2 separate regions of the Mus musculus genome follow, and region 2 is linked to region 1. Evidence: chromatin contacts called from public promoter capture Hi-C data. All regions are on one chromosome and are shown on one strand. Each heading gives the region's core, a stretch centred on a gene start, on an enhancer-like site or on the middle of the called end of the contact. The rest is flanking DNA. Distances are from core to core; before and after follow the strand shown.

Region 1 (5,570 bases), core at 2,194-4,693:
ATGTAAGCTAGATTTTATCAAGTGTTCAAATCTTTGAATGGTCTCTCTGCCACCTTAGTGGAAAATCAGTCCTGTGGATCCTCTTTTATTTTTCGTTCTATACTCTTTCACCTGCTAACCTGCTAAAGACAAACCAGCTTCTCTTCACAGGAAGTAAGGCTGCTCCCAACAAAGGACCGGGGTATTAAAGGATCCTACTTGACCTCTCAAGTTTAAACAAGTGACTCATTCATTAGTTATCAGACTTTCTCTAGGAAAGTAGCATTTTCCTAGAGAAGCCCATAGCCCGTAAACTTTGTGGGGTTTGTTTTGGCTTTGTTTTAAGGAGGGGGAGATAGGGTAAAGATTATGGACATCAGCTACTGAGCCCTTTCTTATATAATGCAAGAAGCAGAACCTAAGACTCTGTATAAGCTAAGCAAGCACTTTACCAACTGAACTATACACCAAAGAGCATAACACCACGCTTAAGTGGCATCCGGAAGATGAGGCACAGGTCAAATTTCAGCCAACAAAACATAAACCTCTATGCTAACTGTGCTACGTTATTAAAATCCTCAGAGAGAAAAGGCTTAAAACAGAAATTTCTTATTTTGTTTTTGATAGTCTCATGTAGCCCAGGCTGGCCTTGAACTCCTAGCCCTCCTGAAGCCACCTTGGAAGCACTGGGATTATAAATCTCTCTGCACCTGTGATGCCAGCTCTCCTAGCACTGGGCAGGAGGACTGTTCCACGTCTGATGCCAGCTCGGGTTAGAGTGAAACCCTGTCTCAAAGGGAAAATCAAACATCCGCTGGGGTAGGCTGGGAAGCTGGAGTATTTCTAACCCAAGTAAAACACACACACCCAGCACGGGATTCCACCTCTGGCCCTGAAACTATAACTGCTCAGAAAACCTCTTAGGCATGTCAGTGGTTCAACACTCTTAATATTTTCCCTTCTTTTGTTGCTTAATATTCAGACTTGTCTAATCACAGAGAATCTACTGAAGTCTGCTGGGCATAGGAGTTGTACATGTGCTATCTCATTTACGTCTCAGTATAATAAAGTATATTCATTCCCTTTTTTCTTCAGAGACTCTATATGTGTGCACATCTGAGTGTATGTATGTGCAACACATATACACATATGTATGTATGCGCAGTGCCCACAGAGGCCAGAAGATTTCAGATTCCCTGCAACCAGAGTTACAGGTGGTTGTGAGTCATCACGTGGTTGAGGGGGAATGAAATCTGACCCTACTTCCAAGAGCTGCTCTCTCGGTCCTACCCTCCCCACTTTAAAAGTAAGGGTCTCATTATGTAGATCATGTGGCCTAAAGCTCACTGGGAATAAAGGTATATGCCACCATGCCAAGGCCTTGAACTTCTGATCTTCCTGCACTTACCTTTCAAGGGCTAAGATTACAGACATGCACTAACACATCTTGCTTATATGGTGTCTCCCTCCCTCCTCAGCCTCCTGAATACTGGGATTACAATGTCCAGCTTTCTGGTTTGATTGGGGTGTTTATGTAGACCTAGCCTGCCTCTGATAGGATCAAAGCTTGTATCACCATGCCTGACAGTGTTTTTGTTTTTTAAGATTGTATTTATTTACTTATTATATGTAAGTATACTGTCGCTATCTTCAGACACTCCAGAAGAGGGTGTCAGATTTCGTTATGGATGGTTGTGAGCCACCATGTGGTTGCTGGGATTTGAACTCCGGAGCTTCAGAAGAGCAGTCAGGTGCTCTTACTCACTGAGCCATCTCACCAGCCCGTGTTTTGGTTTTTGAGGTTAGGTGTCCCTGTACAACTCACGATGGCATTGAACTACTCTGTACTGAAGATTAACTTTGAGCCCACTCCTCCATCCTCAGCCTCCTAAGTGCTGCAATGTCAGGTGTATGTACGACACTACCCTAGAGCCTTATCACTATGGAACTTTATTATTTATGAATATTGCTCTTAGTCCCCATCAAAACATAAGCTTCAAGTTGGGAAGGAGCCTATTTAGTTCAATAAAAAATGCTCAAGGAGCCCAAGTAAGATGCCTCACCAAGTAAAGTGCTTGTCTCAAATGCCTGGGGGACACCTGGCAACCTGAGTTTAGACCTCAAAAATCTACATAAAGGAACTGACTTCACAAAGTTGTCCTTTGGCATCCACATCAACACCATGGAAAACGTACAGAGAAGTCAAAACATAAAATTCTAAAACCTCTCCCCCAAAAAATGCTCCCCCCAAAAATGCCTAGGGAGCCAATGTGTGATGATGCATGTATTTATCTCAGCACTTAAGACAAGTAAGATCTCTGCAAGTTCAAAGCCAGCCTAAGCTATAAAAACAATTACCTTTGGAGTTTGTTTTGATTTGAGTCAGGATCTCACTGTGGTAGCCCTGGCTGTGTTGGAACTACATAGCTCAGACTAACCTCGAACTCACAGACATACTCCTGCCTCTGCCTCAGGAGTACTAGAATTAAAAATATGAACAACCATATCCCCACAAAATATAATTTATAACTTGAATATGTTAAGGAAGCCAGGCGTGATGGCACGTGCCTTTTTAATCCCTGTACTCATTCGGGATGCAGAAGCAGGCAGATCTCTGAGTTTGAGATCGTCTACAGAGCGAGGCCCAGGACAGCCAGGGCCACAGAGAGAAACCTGGTCTGGGGGAAGGGGAAAGAAAAACAAACAAACAAACAAACAACCCAACGTCTGTAGCTGTGTGCTGAATAAATTGGGCCACTCTGCGCCTCTCCAGGGGTCCCTTTGTCAGGACTTGCCCTCAAGCACTCCTCTAGAGGAGCCTGTGGGGTTTGTCAAGTCCCCAGGGCGTCCAACACAGGTTCCCATGCATAGAAATTAATGAGCTCAGCCCGCCACCCCCCTATTTTGCACTAATGCTCACCCCACTTAGACCCTACAAGCCTCACCTAAATCCCACCATCACCAGGTACTGACACCGAGGGAGCCTCAAGTTCAAATCCTCCCTCTCCCCCGCCTCCTCCAAGGACACTCTCAATACTACACAGGGGACATCTCCACCTCCGGTACTTTGCAGAAACACCGTCCATTCGTCAGTTCTGAAGCACTAGGAAACCCAAGTGCAGCAATCCCGCCTCCGCTCCACAACAGGGCCGCACCCACTCCCTCAGGGCCCACACGCCGGCCCGCAGGATGCCCGCGGCGCCCCTCACCGCTTCTGGGCCTCCAGTCCCCACAGGCGGATCTGTCGGTCATACTGCGCTGCCTCCTCCTCGCTGATGCCACCGCCGCCGCCGCCGCCAGCCTCCTCCTTCTCTACCATGGCGCCGGCTTTCAGCTCACCCGCTCCCGCTCTCGCTAACCGCCAGCAGCGAGTCCGTGCACCGGGGACGCGCTTGCGCCTGCGCAGAGAGCCGCGCCTGCGCAGTGCCACCTCCGTGCTTTGCGGGAGACCACGTGGATACCGAAGACTCCAAGGCCCGCTCGCTGCCCCATCACGTGATGGAGACGCCAATCAATCCCGGAGAGGAAAAAGAAAAAAAAAGAAAAGTGGCGGGTGTTTTGATTCCTCGAGGATGTCCACGCGGTCATTTATGAAGCGGATCTGGATCGAGTTGTCACCGGGATTCCAGCATCGATGGTGTGGTGAAATAAAGATACTACTTTAAAATAACAACACATGGAGCTCACTACCTATTGAGGCGAAAAAAATAAAACAAAAGAAAGCTAGACTTTCCTCCTGGACAGAAAAAGAGGAAGGACTCCTCTCTGCCCTCTCCTCTCCTGACACATTCTCAAATCCTTATGTAAGATGCAAGACTCAAATTGATCATGGTGGGCTATGCCTGTAATCACAGCTTTTGGACAAAAATAAGTGAAAGGAATCAAAAGTTAAAGGCCAGCCTGGGTTACATGAGATCCTGTTAACAGAAGCAAACCTAAATTTATGAGCTCGTGCCTGTAATCCCAGCATTCATGCCTTCACAAGGCTGAAGTAGGAGAATTACTACGAATGAGATCCTGTCTCAAAACCGTCAAGGACTGAAAAGATGGCTCAGTAAAGTGCTTGCCTGAGTTTAATATCTATATTCCTATTTAAAACAAAAACAAAACAAACAAACAAACAAATTTGTAGTGCAGATTTGTAATCCCAGCACTTGGGAGAAGGTTTTCTGGGCCTTGCTCAGACCCACACTTATCTAACCAACAAACCCATATCCCAATGAAGATATCCTGGGTCAAAAACCAAGGCTGATGCTGGGTGATGATGGCTGCCCAGAGCTTTAATCCCAGCACTCTGGAGGCAGAGGCAGGAAGATCTCTGAGTTGGAGGCCAGCCTGGTCTACAGAGTGAGTTCCAGGACAGCCAGGGCTATATAGAGAAACCCTGTCTCAAAAAACAAAAACAAACAAACAAACAAACAAACAAAAAAGAGTTCAAAGCTGGGGCTGGAGAGATGGCTCAGTGGTTAAGAGCACTGACTACTCTTCCAGAGGTCCTGAGTTCAATTTTCAGCAACCACCTGGTGGCTCACAACCATCTCTAATGGGATCTGATGCCCTCTTCTGGTGTGTGTTTGAAGACAGCTACAGTGCACTCACATAAATAAAATTAATAAATAAATCTTTAAAAAAAGAGAGAGAGTTCAAAGCTGGGGCTGGCGAGATGGCTCAGCAGTTAAGAACACTGACTTCTCTTCCAAAGGTTCTGAGTTCAAATCCCAGCAACCACATGCCCTCCTCTAGTGTGTCTGAAGATAGCTACAATGTACTAAGATATAATAATAAATAAATCTTTAAAAAAAAAAAAACAGAGTTCAAAGCCAGTCTGGACCACATAGCAGGACTCTACCTCAAAAAAAAAAAAAATTAGAATAAATCCCAGTATGGTTACACATGCCTTTAATATGCCTTTAATAGCAGCACTTGGAAGGCAGAGGCAGGTGGATCTGTGAGTTGAGGCTAGGCTGATCTACATAGCAGCTCCAGACCAACCAGTGGACTGCAAATGTGAGGATTTAAATTTGGTTCTTTAGAAAGCCAGATTTGGTAGTCAGCATGTCTTCAATCCCAGCACTCACACCTAGAGATAGGAAGCAAAGACAGACTCCCCCAGCCTGGTATATGCTGCAATGAAAAAGGGATGTGAGCCAGTCGGTGCTCTTAACCGCTGAGCCATCTCGCCAGCCCCAGCTTTGAACTCTCTCTCTCTTTTTTTTAAAGATTTATTTATTAATTTTATTTATGTGAGTGCACTGTAGCTGTCTTTAGACACACACCAGAAGAGGGCATCAGATCCCATTAGAGATGGTTGTGAGCCACCAGGTGGTTGCTGAGAATTGAACTCAGGACCTCTGGAAGAGCAGCCAGTGCTCTTAACCACTGAGCAATCTCTCCAGCCCCAGCTTTGAACTCTTTGTTTGTTTGTTTGTTTGTTTTTGTTTTTCGAGACAGGGCTTCTCTATATAGCCCTGGCTGTCCTGGAACTCACTCTTTAATCCCAGCACTCGGGAGGCAGAGGAAGGCAGATCTCTGAGTTTGAGGCCAGCCTGGTCTACAGAGTGAGTTCCAGGACAACCAGGGCTACACAGAGA
Region 2 (5,570 bases), core at 1,071-3,570, 290 kb before region 1:
AAGACTGTATATTGTTAGGTGTATTTTTTACGTGTCTGCTTATATCTTATTAAATTGGGTTCTTAAAGAGCTGTCCTCCAACTTCCAAGCCTGTGTGCTCTGCAGAAGCTTCAGGGCCATAGTTGGGACCAGGAGGTGAGCAGAGAGAGGGGAGAAGGTGGGCACACAGTCATCTGTGCTCTCTTTAGCACCACACACCAGCTCTTCTCTTGTAGATGGGCATATACACACACAGCAATGAAAGCCCCTTCATCAAAGAGCTTCATTTTAGGAGGGGTCTTCTAGCAGCTGTGAATGAGTGCACTCGTGAGAAAGTAATGACAGTAGGCATGATTTGGCCATGAAAATGGGAAGGGTTGGGTTGGTTAGACTAAAGCCAGAAATGCATGTGTGGATGTAGCTGCTCAACCTGAAATGAAGGAGGAAGACCGTAACAGCAGGCAGAATGGTGCCTTTGCTGCAGCCTATGTAAGGTCAGGGACATCTATACCAACCCCAGCCTGCAAGAGCCATGCCTCAACTCCTGTACCCAGGGCCCGATCCCAGCACTACACAGAAGGTCTCAACATCTCAGCTAAAGCTTAAAGGCAGGGAGGAAATTGATTTTGGAGCTGTTGAGACATCCTGTTTGAGGGAAATGAGGGGTACAAGGCAGCCCCAGAACCAGAATGGCTGTCTTCCTTCCTACTTGAACATTTTTTCCCAATGTGTGTAGCTGGTAAATTAGGAAATGCACTTTGCTTGGTGGGTGTTCCCAGTGACCTGAGCATTGCTATGCAGTGAGCATTCATTCCACTGCTCTACCCTGAGTGACCCAACTCCATGAGTGGAAATGCAGTTCTGGCCTTATGGGTTGAGGGCATATAGTCATCCATTGCTGCATAGCTCATTGCTCCAAAAGGATGACACGTTGCAGCAAATGGAAGTGGAACCATATCTGCTTGTGGCCATCCAGACTCACCAGCTCTGAGGTCAGTGTACAGTCATGATGAGCACAGGTACATTTGGGGAAGTGTTCAATGGGAAAGGGTCAGAGGAAGATGTCTTTTGCCTTTTCCTGTCCCCAACACCCAACTCACATAACACTTTCCTCAAATGTTCCCTGCTAATCAGCGAAGTTCAGTAAAGAAGAGATACAGATTCCTGCACCACAGCACACTATAGGGATTGGAATCACTGTGGGCAGGGCCCTGGGGACTGACCTTTAGAATAACTGTAGATTTACAGAAAACTAGCCTATGCTAGTTCCCACATAGCAGTTTCTGTCCTATAGTAAGATGTTGCTCTTACTATAGCATAGTGTATTTAGTACAGATACTGAACCACTGTCAATAACTGACTGTCCATGCTTTATTTAGACTTTTCCACTAATTTTTAACTGTGTGTGTGTGTGTGTGTGTGTGTGTGTGTGTGTGTGTAGGCCAGAGGTTGATGTCAGGAGTCTTCTTCAGTTGTTCTGCACCTTAGTTTTCGAAACCAGGTCTCTCTCTGGCCCTGGAACTCATTGATTCTGCCAGACTGGCTGGCCAGCAAGCTCCAGGCATATGCCTGTCTCCCACCCACCCATTCCTGTTACAGGTGCCCGCTGACACACCCAGCTTTTTACATGGGACTGAGTATCTAGTGACATTCTGTGTGTGGCACTGCAAGATACTCCCTAAAGGCATTGTGTGTGTAGGTTAGAGAACAATTTGGAGGAGCTAGTTCTCACCTTCTACTATGTGGGTCCCAGGAATAGGAATATGGTTGTTAAACTTGGTAGCAAATGCCTTTAGCAGCTGAGCCATCCAGCTAGAAATGGAGACCTTCTGGATTCCCCAAGCCAATTCTAGAGACGATCGCCAGAGGGAGTAAGAAGGTTCGTTTTCACTGCACAGTTTTTTCCCAAGTGACTATGACGTAAAGCGAAACAGGAGGCGGAGCTAAACTGCTGGGTCAGTCAAACCTGGAGCATGAACCTAGAGGCGTCACATGAGCGCCGCGACACTGGTCAGGTGATTAGTGTGACCCAGTTCCGCCGAGGCGTGGCAGAACAAGTCTATAGAGCCTGCTGATTGGTTGGAGGGAGTCAAAGGTCGCGCTTTGGGGGCGGTGGGCTCTTGGCGGTTCGGGCTTATGATTGGCTTATTTGGTGTCACGTGGCAATGCGCTTGTGGGGGTTCCAGGAGGCTAGCGGCGTGTGCTCACGTGTTGGGGGGGGGGGGGTCAAGGTGCTGAGTGCGGTAGCCGGAGGGGGCGTGCCGGGAGGAGAGTGCCTCGCAGCTTGAGCCCACTGGTTGGTTCGCAGGGTTCACGTGGGGTGGCAGGCCTGGGTGACGTCAACGCAGCGGGCGGAGCTCCGCTGAGTGCGCGGTGTCCGGGGCCTGTGAGTCGTCGCCAGGCTGTGTCGGGCCTGAGCCGAGCAGCTGCGCGACGTCATGGACAACTCCGGGAAGCAGGCTGAGGCTATGGCGCTGCTGGCTGAAGCGGAGCGCAAGGTGAAGAACTCGCAGTCCTTCTTCTCCGGCCTCTTTGGGTGAGCAATGGGCGAGGCTGGGCCCAAGGCGGGGAAGAGCGGGCTCTTCTGCTCTGCACTTTGGGAGCCCCTCAGCGGCCTTGCAGGCCCTGGCCGTGGCCCTATGGCTGACGACACCCGCTGACTGGTGGCCGCGCCTTTCCCAGGCCGGTGCCCGTGGATCTGTGCGGCCCAGGCTGCCGGGGTGAGGACACCAGACCGAGGGGACCCGGGCTGGGGCGTCCTTGGGCATGATGAGCCGGAGTACGAGGTGTGAGGGTGAGTGGGGCCCTGCTAAGAGTGACTGATGGCGAGGCCTGGACTGAGAGGTGGAGACTTGTGCTTGGGGAACAAGCATGAATGGACAGTGACACTGGTTTTAGCCAAGACAATGGTGATGGGAGGATGAGGCACACAAGAGAATCATTAGGGTGGTAGGACCACCGCCTACTAGGTGGTCCTCAAGTCTGGAGTCTGAACACACCCAGGAGGTGGCAAATACCTCACACAAAGTTTATGCAAGTTTGCCATCTTCAGCCATATTAACTTAGGAGCAGCAGAACCCATGCTTGGGATGCGATTCCGAGGTTTCTTTATCTTAAGGGAGTAGGTCTCTCTGAAAGGGCTTGTTGGTAAAAACTAACTGCAGAAGTTTGTTATGAGTATAAACTATGTGTACTGTGCTCAGAATTGAGTCTGGCCCTCTGAAAGGCTCATCAGGCAGGAAGAAGCAGACTCAGAGAGTGTAAGATGCTGATGGGGAAACCAAGATGGTAGGAATTGGAGTGCTTGAGGGGTCTGGGGAGAGGGCCAGAGCCTTGGGATATAGGAGGGGGTAGGGGGAGACGACACTACATGGCAGCAGGCAAAGCTCTTGAAGGAACAGGCAGAGAGGAACACTGGGGAAAGGTCCAGGCAGGTGTTGAGGAAGAGCTGTGCAGGGGTAGGACACAAAATCAGAAGCCTCCAAAGCAAGGATGGAAGGATACAGAAGACAACCAGGAAGTTGGGGAAAGCTCTGGGAGAGACTGTTATAAGCTGGGTGAGGACAGAAAGACATGAAGGGGAGGGAGAGGATGAAGCCATCCCTTGTTGTTTGCCATCAGATAATGTTTAGCAAAGGAACTTGAAAAATGTTTATACCTGCTGCACAGACATCTGGTTAATGACAGGCTATGTCAGTTAGATGAGAATGTTTCATTAGAGAGAGTGTGAGTGTGTGTGTGTGTGTGTGTGTGTGTGTGTGTGTTTCTTCAGTCTTCACAAGGGAAGAAGTTCAGGTTAGGCGTGGTGTTGGGGCGGTGCCTCCCGCTCAGTTTTCAGCAGTAGTTTTCCTGATGGCTCAGTGTCTGATCTCTTTGGCCCAGAGAGATAAGTGTAGAGTTGGGCTGCTCCCAGGGGAGCAGCTGTGTGTCCACCTGTTTACCACTTCCCAGCCACTGGTAGAGCAGAGCTTTCTGGTATAAGGTATACGTTTGTATCATGCACTTAAAGTTCTTGAGCTGAAAAGAAACTTTGAGAACTTGAGGGAGGCTTTTGGTGAGGAGTGAAGCTGGGAACAGTGGCCTGGGAGGGCAGTCTAGGCATCAGGGATGGTGGGACAGGGACAGAGATGGCTTCTTAGAGGGTGGGCTTTCATCCAGGGCTGAGCAGGAGATCTAGGGGACTCTCAGTTGGAGAGCAGCAGAAGGGAGAAGCTTGAGAAAAGGCCCAGAAGCCTGCCTGCTGAAGGAAGAGTTAGTACAGGCAGAGTTCCAAGGCAGACCATGACTTTGGGGGGTGGGGGCTGGACATAGATGAAGCCTGTGAGCATGGGCTTGGATTTGAGGTACTGGGGAGCCTGCGGGATTTTAGTGAGGGCCTGTTGCAGTGGGTTCCTCTTTTACCCTTTAGAAAAAAAACACACACACATATAACAGCTGGTTATGGGACAGTGATGTGGAAGGAACCCTGTTACAGCAATAGTGGATCATGCCTGCCAGTTGCTCACTCTGCTGCCCAGCCCTGCCTGGGCCAGGTAGTCAACTTTATGTAGTATGCACACTGTGGAGGTGGGTAAAGGATAAAGTGGGCAGCCTAGACTTGATTTATTTGTCTAGCAGCACAAGAAGCAGAGGGGACACCAGGTGGTCAGACCTGGCCCCTGGGGTTCCATAGCCCCCTCCATTAGCCTAGTGCTTCTGAAGCCCAGAGACTCCAGGACACTCATGCCTGCTGTGGACACTGTGTGTAGGGAGGGTGTTGGCAGACTAGTTTGAGGTGCTGCCTCCCTTAGACTGCTGCCTGCCCCCACAGTAGTTTTCTACAAACATTTGAAAGAGCAAGTGGGTTTCTTCTGGTCCTTCCAGGAAGACTAGAGGATGTACTATAGGGAAGTGAGCAGGGCCCACTGGAACTCAGGGGCCTTGGAAGTACCCCAAGATCACCTGGAGAGAAACCACCACCAGACGGGCCCACCTCTTGGAACTGGGGCTGCCTGGTAAGCATTTGACAAGCAGCCCTCGCTCAGCTGCTCTCTGAGGCATCTTCTGCTCTTGGGAATGCCCGTGACGACAGCTTCCCCGGCCTCTGCTCAGGTTACATGGGGCAAGTAGGCTACTCTCACCCATCTTCACCCGTCTAGATTTCTGGGCTGGTAGACACTAGGGGGCTTTAAAACACCATTTAGTTCAAGGACAAAGCCGGTTAGCACCTTCCCTTGGTGATGGGCATGCCTGCCTGAGAGTCTGATACCCTTCCCCTCCTTTTGCCCCTCTGCTGTGACCCATAGGGACTGAATTGGTCCTGAAGGACAGTTCTGTTCTGTAGGGCTCTTCCTGATCCCTAACTTCGCCCTATAACCTTCTCTTCAAAAACAAAAAGACTAGCACTCGGGAACCAGAGGCTGGCACATCTCTGTAAATTTGATGTCAGCTTGGTATACATAGGGAGTTCCAGGACAAACCATTTCCTGTGGGATGCCAGTGTGGCTGGGGAGTTTCTTCCTTGACGAGACAAGCTCAGAGTGAGCCCTGTTCCCCGGATGTTTCTGTAGAGTAAGCAGGCTGGCCGGGAGCACAGGGATTACTGGGTGTGA

What was found. Promoter capture Hi-C pulls out the DNA fragments that hold promoters and counts their contacts.
Region 2: a promoter capture Hi-C map of hippocampal neurons shows a contact between it and region 1, with 2.5 times the contacts expected there. The contact joins the promoter of Napa here to the promoter of Sae1 in region 1. A contact is called at or near these places in 6 of 39 promoter capture datasets (cranial neural crest, hippocampal neurons, liver and 2 more), 6 of 484 Hi-C or Micro-C datasets (CD4 T cells, cerebral cortex, embryonic stem cells and 1 more), 4 of 115 datasets of contacts at active chromatin or transcription factors (the HPC-7 cell line, bone marrow-derived macrophages, microglia and 1 more) and 3 of 9 other capture datasets (adipose tissue, liver and macrophages).

What each region holds. Positions count from the first base shown.
Region 1 is chr7:16,384,453-16,390,022 of GRCm38.p6, forward strand. It overlaps Sae1 (SUMO1 activating enzyme subunit 1), which reads right to left and starts at 3,444. Exons shown (of 9, transcript NM_019748.3): 1 at 3,189-3,444. The coding sequence starts at 3,298.
Region 2 is chr7:16,096,260-16,101,829 of GRCm38.p6, forward strand. It overlaps Napa (N-ethylmaleimide sensitive fusion protein attachment protein alpha), which reads left to right and starts at 2,321. Exons shown (of 11, transcript NM_025898.4): 1 at 2,321-2,515. The coding sequence starts at 2,418. It overlaps Zfp541 (zinc finger protein 541), which reads left to right. Exons shown (of 16, transcript NM_001099277.2): 16 at 1-75.